Regions from separate parts of the Mus musculus genome. Here all the other regions are linked to region 1. The links are chromatin contacts, called in public Hi-C and HiChIP or PLAC-seq maps. All regions are on one chromosome and are shown on one strand. Each heading gives the region's core, a stretch centred on a gene start, on an enhancer-like site or on the middle of the called end of the contact. The rest is flanking DNA. Distances are from core to core; before and after follow the strand shown.

Region 1 (2,803 bases), core at 228-2,727:
AGAGTGATAGATGAATGATAGGGAGATCATTCTAGAAAAGCATTGTAGTGCCCACAAAGCCTAAATGAGTCATGTACCCCTCAGATTCATATGTTGAATTCCCAAGCCCTGGCATCTCAGCATATGACTGTATGTGGTCAGAGGTCTTTCTAAAAGTAACTAAATTTAAATCATACTATTAAGGTTGTCTATAACCACTACGATGACAATGATGGTGATGATGACGATGACCACGAAGATGAGGAGGAAGAGGAGGATGAAACATTTAAGGGAGGACAATGGGGAGACACAGGCAAAACGTGCCATATGCAAGCCAAGACAGGCCTCGGAAAAGGTCAACCAACTTTTTTTTTTTTTTTGAGAAAATGTATTTGCATTATTGAACACAGTGTGTGGTAAGTTATTATAACAAGCCTGGCAAACTAATATAGGATCGGACCATGCACATTTGCTAAACTGCAGAAATAAAATATTACCACTTAAGCTAGAATTCCATAGATTCTTTAATGTACCAACATGGCTGACCCCTTATTGCAAACAGTGGAGACATGGAGAATATGGGTGGGTGGGTAGGAGGGAAATGGGGGAGGGATACCACCCATAGGCTCCCAATCCAGTCCTATCCCCAAGGCTAAACAGAGAGAGACCAGTTTAGTATTAGAATGGCAGAAGAGATATGGAAGTGACAGAAATCATTTGCTCTGCTGTGGAATGACAATGTTTGCAGTTAGAGTAAAAAGCATTAGAGAACCCCTTGAGGACAGAAATGACAAGAAGACCCCCGCGGGACTTGACGAGGAGGTGGATGAGGACATCCTATGAGAAGCGTCAGAAGTGAGGGCAGAGATGCACAGATCTTGGCCAGGAATTTAACTTTTAAAAGAGATGGGAAAACCATGGAAAATCGAATTTGGAGTAGGCTTTGCCTGACCCAACTGCTGTCTTAAGTTGGCTGTGCCAGCTGGGGCGTAGCGAGGATGGAGATCTAGACCTAACGCCTGAGGCAGGATTCTGTTACTCAAGGGCTGGCCAGGAGCGGAAATGAGGTAATGGTGGAGGCATCAGAAAGTTCCAAAATCCAACCCTTGGATGCCTCTAGATGTCTGGAGAGTGGAGACAGGAAATCATCCAGTAAACACAGAATCAAGGAGCTGAGGGTCACCAAATGCAAGCCTTGCCGCCTTGGTGATTTCTTTCTGGTTTTTAAACGAAGGGTGGATTTCTTTGCCTTCCCTGAGAATTCAGTTCAAGCTGGATTTCACTAGTTCTTTCTATCCCAACAAAAGATCTCCATCTTTACCCTCCTCCTTGCACCTTTGCAAACCCAGGGGGAGTATGGACAGAGTCTAAGCACTATCTTAAGGTCATGCAGGCATGGACACACCCAGGAGCCCCTTTCCCGACGAGCTGGCTGACCAAGCAAGCTACCCCGTAGGAATGTGGGCACCGATGGGGACCCTGGCTCTACTTGGATCCCTGGCCGCTGGGGCCTTTTCGACGCGCCTAAGTCCAGTCCAGGCGAGGCCAGGGCCCGGGAGGCGGGCCGAGGGGGCGGGCGGAGGCGGGGAGCAGCAGGCCGACTCCGGGAAGAAAAGAACATGGCTCCTGCGGCAGAGGGCGGCGGCACTCCCGGGCGCGCTGGGCGCCAGTGAGCGCCATGGTTAACTCCAGACGCGTGCAGCCGCAGCCGCCCGGGGACGCGGGACGCTCGCCCGCGCCGCGAGCGTCCGGACCCGGGCGCCTGGTGGCGGGAGGCGCCGGCCTAGCTGTCCCCGGCGGCCTCGGGGAGCAGCGGGGCCTGGAGATCGAGATGGAGCGCATCCGGCAGGCGGCCGCTCGGGATCCCCCGGCCGGAGCCTCGGCCTCGCCGTCTCCTCCGCTTTCGTCCTGCTCCAGGCAAGCGTGGAGCCGCGACAACCCGGGCTTTGAGGCAGAGGAGGATGACGACGACGACGAGGTGGAAGGAGAAGAAGGAGGGATGGTGGTAGAGATGGATGTGGAGTGGCGCCCGGGCAGTCGGAGGTCGGCCTCCTCCTCGGCCGTGAGCTCGGTGGGCGCCCGCGGCCGAGGGCTCGGGAGCTACCGCGGCGCGGCTCACCTGAGCGGGAGGCGGCGCCGGCTAGAGGACCAGGGCGCGCAGTGTCCCAGCCCCGCGGGCGGCGGGGACCCGCTGCATCGCCACCTCCCGCTGGAGGGCCAGCCACCCCGAGTGGCCTGGGCAGAGAGGCTGGTGCGAGGGCTGCGAGGTAAGATCCGGACTCTTGGCGTCCAGTGCACGCTTGACAACTGCCTGCGCGCGGGCTCGAACCCCTGTCCTACAAGGGTGGCTGTCTGCTGCGGCTCCACCTCGCATCCTCTGCGTTCCCGCCTCCTTCCAGAGCGCCTTCCCTAACTCCTCTAATTCGGCGCGATTTCCGGTACCCATCACCGAATTTTACTGCGTTCTTGTTGGTGCAAATTCATTGGACGCCTCCCTTCCTCCCTTCCTCTCTCCTTAAGATGCTAGCACATTTTGGAAAACAAAAGCAAGCCGTTAATACCTGGGCTTTTGGAGGACGAAAAGTGAATATTCTAGTACAACTGACAATAGTTGGAACTTTATGCTTGCTAAATGTCACAAATGAGGAACAAGTTTATTCCAGAGCCCAAGCTTTTCCTTTGGTGGCGATGTGTCATGTCCCTTCAGCCATTCTAGTAGGGACCTACAATGTTATCCAAGTTTTGAGACAAATGCCTTTAAACAGGTCATTGTCTGAAGGTTTGGTTGAGAGAGAGGTTGTTGACAGAAATGTGTAGAAACACA
Region 2 (2,700 bases), core at 164-2,663, 79 kb before region 1:
ATGTATGTTTGTAATGTTAATTTATGTATGTATCCCACCCAGTCCAAAGTTATTCTCTCAAAGCACCTGCCACTGTCTCTCTCCATCCAAAATATCTTCTTTCCCCAGCCCTGAGAGCAAACATTCCTGTTGGCCTAAAGTACAATCCTCTGTAAGCAATGTATGCTTTTGCTGTCTCTGTTGTTTAACAGCACTGACTGTGGCTGCTGCTTTGAGTCCCATCATTTCTAATCTATTTTCAAGGGCATCACTTCTAGAGAGATTACTTATGTTGATCCTAGCCGTATTAAGGCTTCTAAACTCTCTTCATCTTTTGTCAGTTCTCTGTGGGATACATATTTTATCATAAAAATGTCTTCAAAATTTCCAACCAGGTACGGTGGTTAATGGTTGTGGTTTTAGCTGGTCTGCTGAGGCAGAAGAGTCGATGGAGCCCTGGAGTTCAAGTTCACTCTGGACAATTTACAAAGACTCAGCCTCTAAACAAACAATACTAGCACTGAGCACTTAGATACTGTCCATACATAGACTATTCTAGGTGCTTTACACATATAAACATTCTTGTGTGCTTTTATTTTAACATTATACATGAAGCTGTGGTAGAAATGTGTACTATGTAGTCTATGAATAGTAGCTATTGATATTGATACCATAATCCTTCTTCTCTCAAAGATCTTTGGCCATCTCTGTCTGTTGGAATTCTATTTCATATTCTATTTCATATTTCATCTATGTCTGAAATCCTTAATAGTCCATACCTCTCAATAAATGTATCCAAGCCTGGCCTGTACCACCTGCTTACCAAAAAATACACCAATGTTCTCTGATATATGATGATACAACGTAGTATTATTCAGTTTTTAGAGCTTATTATGATGGATAAGCAAGCTACATATAGTTGAAGCTGTATTTTAAATATTTACCATGAGGGTCAACAGCCTACACTCTATTGAGTACCCTATTGGCTAAGCTGTGAAGCCCAGTAGCAGAGTTTGATTCAGAATATTTTCAGTTAAGCAGTACCTTTATCAGGAATGTAACCAATTATACCTTCCAGAGTCCCCATATGTGTGTCAAAGCTATAGATTGCCAGGGTTGGAAATCCAGAAGAAAAGCAGCTTGCTTCTCAGATATATGTGTGATTTTTCTTTCCTGTAAACTACATGAAAAAAACTTTGTGTACTACATAAAAGTTGCCAATGGTTGTGAGTTCAAAACATTCTCTGGTGTAAGAGTGGGTAAATCACGGTGGTCTGCCTCTCTGGTGTCCATGTAAAACCATGGCAATGGTGACAAAGAGTGGAAACAGAGGAGCTGTGTTGAAATCTTTGAGAAGGAAGAGAGCCACCCCCCTCTGGGGAGCCACTTGCCCTCCATTTCACAAGGGGAGACTGAATCATTTCCTCCCCTATGCAGTCACCTTAGATGCAAGCCTCTGTCCTCTCTCCACCTCTGGCTAAATCTCACCACCAATGCCACTGGCTCAGTGAGTCACAGACACATCATCAACCAACCAGGAAGAAAATATGAACTCAAGCCAAGAAAAAAATGTTTTTATTTTTATTAAATTATAGGAAAAATAAAAGACAATTCTCCATTTAAGAAGTCTCTACAGTTATTAATAGAGCTGTTTTAATCATGCAATAGTCTTATTAAAAATTGTCTTACTATTGCTATATCTTTGAGACAAAGCAGGGAGACCATGACATTCCCATTAAGGGGCCCTACAGATGCAAGATGCTGTTAATAAAAACGTGTTCACCAATGATCAGATTTAAGAGCTAGCTTCTAAATAGATGCTTCCCTAAGATTTTCCTCAACTCCCACACGCACCAAATGCCTTACCTGGACTGATCTAGATCTTCCACCATATTTTTTGCCAGCCAAACACAGAAGCAACCGGCACATATGCAGAGATCTCAGTGCCAAGTACAAAACCCAGTGGCCGGAGGCACTGACAGGGTGTGAGTAGAAACCCTAAGATTATAAAAAGCAGAAATTATATCCTGCCTGGCCATGCATTTCACCTATTTATATAAACGTGATTCCTCCAGTCTTTAGAGAACAAGTCTGAGAACCCTGTCTGCCTGCCTGTTCCTCTGTTGTGTCCGGCCAGCAGACCACAACCTGGGTTCTAGCCTGGAAAGGCATTTTGGAAACCTGGAAGAGAAGAGGGGCTAGGTGGCGAGAGAAAAGAATGTAGCCAAGACAGTTACTCTGATCAAGGCTCAAATTTTATTGTTGCGACACTAGTTATGAAGGAAGGGGGAGGGGACCCGATTCCCGCCGAATAATCTCTGGTCCAGTAGAAAGGTGCACGTGTGTGGCTCCGCAGGTTCCAGCAGTGGGCGTGGCAGAACGAATGAGCAGGAAGCTCCACCCCTGAGCAAGCAGGTTTCAGGCTAGGGGAGGGGAGACTACATTCCTCTGCTGGTCCCTCTGTCTGCCTGTCTGCCTGTCCCTCTGCTTGCACCCCTCATGCATGAGCATAAAGCAATACAGCCTCATTCCAATGGTATTTTCACATCTTTGTGGTTGCTCTATTTAGCTCAGTAACAGAACATAAAGCTGCGCTGCACTGGTAATATTAAGAGATGGGCACAGGCCCCGAGAGGCTGCCCACGTGCTGGGAGATGCCTCCACACCTGTGAGCACAAGGCAATCCCAAATAGACTTGTTTGGGGGGTTAATCTGTCTGTC
Region 3 (2,918 bases), core at 127-2,626, 110 kb after region 1:
ACAATTGCTACCTCTTCAGAAAAGGATTCATTGTGTTTTTTCATATTTAAATTTCTACTTAGTTTAAATTATCCTGACAAGAAACAGAAACCATCTTCTTTTTTTCTATTTCTTTAATTTGTATTTTGTTTTGTCATGTAAATTCAGCAAATAAACCTGCGACTGACATGTACAGTCGTAAGAATTTTCTAAAATTATTTAAAGAGTTGTGATTCCACAGTATCTTCTGAGCATTTATATTCATACCCACAGATGCTTTCTTGGTACCAGTGAGCATGGGTGAAGGGAATTAAAGAAGCTTGCAGCAGTGTTTAGAGACCTTGCACTGTCTTTCTTGTCTACTCCAGAAGTCTGTGTCTTTGACTCTCTGTCACGTCATGTCCAACCCACAATGGCAGGTAAGGTCAGCAGGGAGTTGTCCAGGGGACAGGAAACAATGGTAGTGTCTTTGGATATGTCTTTTGAAATGGACTTTAGTAGTTTGTTTGTTTTCTACTTTCAATTATCTCTTCCTGTTTTAATTATGGCTTTACTGCTGTGAACAGTTACCATGACAAAGACAACTCTTAAAAGGACGACGTTTAATTGGGGCTCGATTACAATTCAGAAGTTCAAGGTGCATGGCAGAGCCTAGGCTGGCATGGGGCCAGAGGAGCTGGGAGTTCTACATCTTGTTACAAAGACTGCCAGGAGAAGACTGGCGTCTAGGCAGCTAGGACAAGGATCTTAAAGCACTGTCATTCATGGAACAGAAAAGCTTCATGTCATCCTCATATAATACAGAGCTTCACCATGGGAAGGCAGCAAGAAATTAACAGCGGCCGTGAAATATATTTATTGTCAACTGAGACTCAAAAAGAATAGATTTGAGGTTGTAAACAGGCTTTAAAATTTACTCTTCACGAAGCTAAAATATTGTAAACACAATATGGCTACATAATTTAAAATCATATCACACAGATATGTGCCCCCAAGGGCCCTGATTCAGTTCGTGGCTCTTCTGGGACTCTCAGCTATGCCTGGATGTTCAAGAGTCAGAACCTCCCCCCACCCTCCACCCCAGAACTGGGACACGTCACAGACCAGGAACTCCCTAACCAGCTCTAGCCTCGGCCTCATCAAAGACTGCATTTCCCATCCCTGAGCAGACTCTTGGCTTCCCCTGAAGCCCAGCACCAGCCAGGCTGCAGAAAAGAAAAAATAGTCTAGATATTTATTCCCCGGTACGGAGCCCAAACAGGCTGTGCCCAACGGAAGTGAATAAATGGACTGACAGATTCACTGTCCAATCAGAGTCTCCATACGCGCCTGCCAGTCAGAAAAGGAGGAGGGTTCTTCCGGAAATCACATTGCAGGTTCTGCGAGAGTTTACGTGATTTTGTGTGTTGTTTTTTCACCTCAACTGCCGAGTACTGAGGGAAGCTCAGGAAGCTCTGAAGATACAGCATGGCCAGCACATCCTCACTCTCCACAAAGGTGAGGAGCGGGAGCCGCTGTGGTGGGTCCTGCTCGGGGCTGGGCGGGAACCAGCAGCTTGATGCAGCCGCGTGTGAGGTCCCTGTTAGTGTAAGCCATTCCTGGACCCAGCGGTGGCATCTGAATAACTTCCCTCTCTGGGCTGAATCTGCACAAAGCATTTGGAACAGGGTCTTGTGTATAGAAACATCCTTGATAGGATGCCAGTGGCAGGCAGGCTTGGTTCCTCTAGTAGAGTCTACAAGCTCTTCTCCTCTATCATTTTTTGTTGTGATTCATTTGGAGTTAATTTTGTCTAGTTGTAAAAGGCATCCATCTGTTGGGTGACTGAGAGCACGTTCTTTCAATATGCCTCTGTTTTTAAAGAAACAAGAAATAGATGCAATGTTAATTTTTGTACAGCTGCCCCATTAGTCTTTTAGAAAAATGTTTCTGAGACAAGCTATGTTGTCACGTGCATCCCAGTCTCATGCTCCCCAGGGCAATGACCCTGCTTTCCTTTTTATTAGACTTTCTAAGTTCGAATGTTAAATGTATGTACAAGAGCGTTTTTAAAATTACTCATTTAAGTCCTGTGATTAACTGTCCTTTGCAGTGAAAGGAAAAGTGCATTCCTGTGGAACATGTATTCTGCCTTCAGACTAGAACAGGAGGAATGGTTTACTGTGTACACAGTAGGGTGAAACAGTGTAGACCAGAGCTAGCTCACAGACTAAAGTTTAAGGAGTCATCTGCAGGAGTCACCATTGGGAAGGAGGACCTGATGGGGCAAAGTGAGTGATTGTTTTAAATTCCTCAGCATTTATTAATTCATGCATGTTTATAGAAATTGTATAGATTGGTGGGTATACAAGTTGGGGATGTTCTGTGGGATCAAACTTTGTTGATGTAATTATGTCAGCTGAGAAGCTGTGTGTGTGTCAGGTTATAGATCAGCAGCTAATATTACACATAAGGACAAGATCATACATCATCTTATTGATGGCATTTCCTTAGCAGGAAATTGCTTGTTTTTCTTGAAAGTCACTATTGTTAGCATTTGTCCCTTGTTTTATTACCACCAGCCACAATGCATGTTTCATGTAAATTAAGTCCAGGGTTCAAAAGTAGATTTGAGTTTCAGAGGTTTTTCATGTGTTCATGGTGCTTGGTAGGAAGCAGACACTAAATTGCTCTTCCAAGTTGTTTTCTTTGTGGGTTTCAGAGGTCATGGATTTCCCAAAGAGGCATGAGAGACTGCAGAGCCATAGCCACCATTCTGATCTTCTCCACCCAGAGAGATCTGTAGAGCATGGGGCCTCACTGTTTGAATGATGAGTAGTAGATTGACGGTGAGAAATATAACAGTTAAAGCCACTTTGAGTTATTTTTGTGGGAGTTTGTGGGGTTTTTTAGTTTAGTTTAGTTTTGTTTTTTAAGTTTCAATACACATGTGCTCATAG

Evidence for each region. A called contact is a pair of places that touch in the nucleus more often than the background predicts. HiChIP or PLAC-seq counts read pairs in DNA pulled down with a chosen protein or histone mark.
Region 2: an H3K27ac HiChIP or PLAC-seq map of embryonic fibroblasts shows a contact between it and region 1, with 16 read pairs. The contact joins the enhancer-like site here to the promoter of Pkd2 in region 1. A contact is called at or near these places in 5 of 39 promoter capture datasets (the 3T3-L1 cell line, 3T3-L1-derived adipocytes, liver and 1 more), 1 of 15 datasets of contacts at CTCF or cohesin (the NIH/3T3 cell line), 10 of 484 Hi-C or Micro-C datasets (the 3T3-L1 cell line, the AML12 cell line, ECoMG myeloid progenitors and 7 more), 6 of 115 datasets of contacts at active chromatin or transcription factors (acute myeloid leukemia, embryonic fibroblasts, embryonic stem cells and 2 more) and 3 of 9 other capture datasets (adipose tissue, liver and pancreatic islet).
Region 3: a Hi-C map of muscle stem cells shows a contact between it and region 1, with 2.8 times the contacts expected there. The contact joins the promoter of Zfp33b here to the promoter of Pkd2 in region 1. A contact is called at or near these places in 4 of 39 promoter capture datasets (the 3T3-L1 cell line, 3T3-L1-derived adipocytes, the HPC-7 cell line and 1 more), 4 of 484 Hi-C or Micro-C datasets (the HL-1 cell line, embryonic stem cells and muscle stem cells), 4 of 115 datasets of contacts at active chromatin or transcription factors (embryonic stem cells and microglia) and 2 of 9 other capture datasets (embryonic stem cells and liver).

Annotation. Positions count from the first base shown.
Region 1 is chr5:104,457,980-104,460,782 of GRCm38.p6, forward strand. Pkd2 (polycystin 2, transient receptor potential cation channel) reads left to right here and starts at 1,478. Exons shown (of 15, transcript NM_008861.3): 1 at 1,478-2,246. The coding sequence starts at 1,658.
Region 2 is chr5:104,379,373-104,382,072 of GRCm38.p6, forward strand. No RefSeq gene overlaps it. Among named protein-coding and RNA genes, the nearest start is that of Spp1, 54 kb to the right of the region's middle. Within about 2 kb of position 1,414, at least 75 of the 459 cell types and tissues checked have an H3K27ac peak or open chromatin away from gene starts, as enhancers often do. A contact at or near this core is called in ECoMG myeloid progenitors, the NIH/3T3 cell line, acute myeloid leukemia and 4 more, where this site is marked.
Region 3 is chr5:104,570,296-104,573,213 of GRCm38.p6, forward strand. Zfp33b (zinc finger protein 33B) reads left to right here and starts at 1,377. Exons shown (of 3, transcript NM_001346671.1): 1 at 1,377-1,476. The coding sequence starts at 1,447.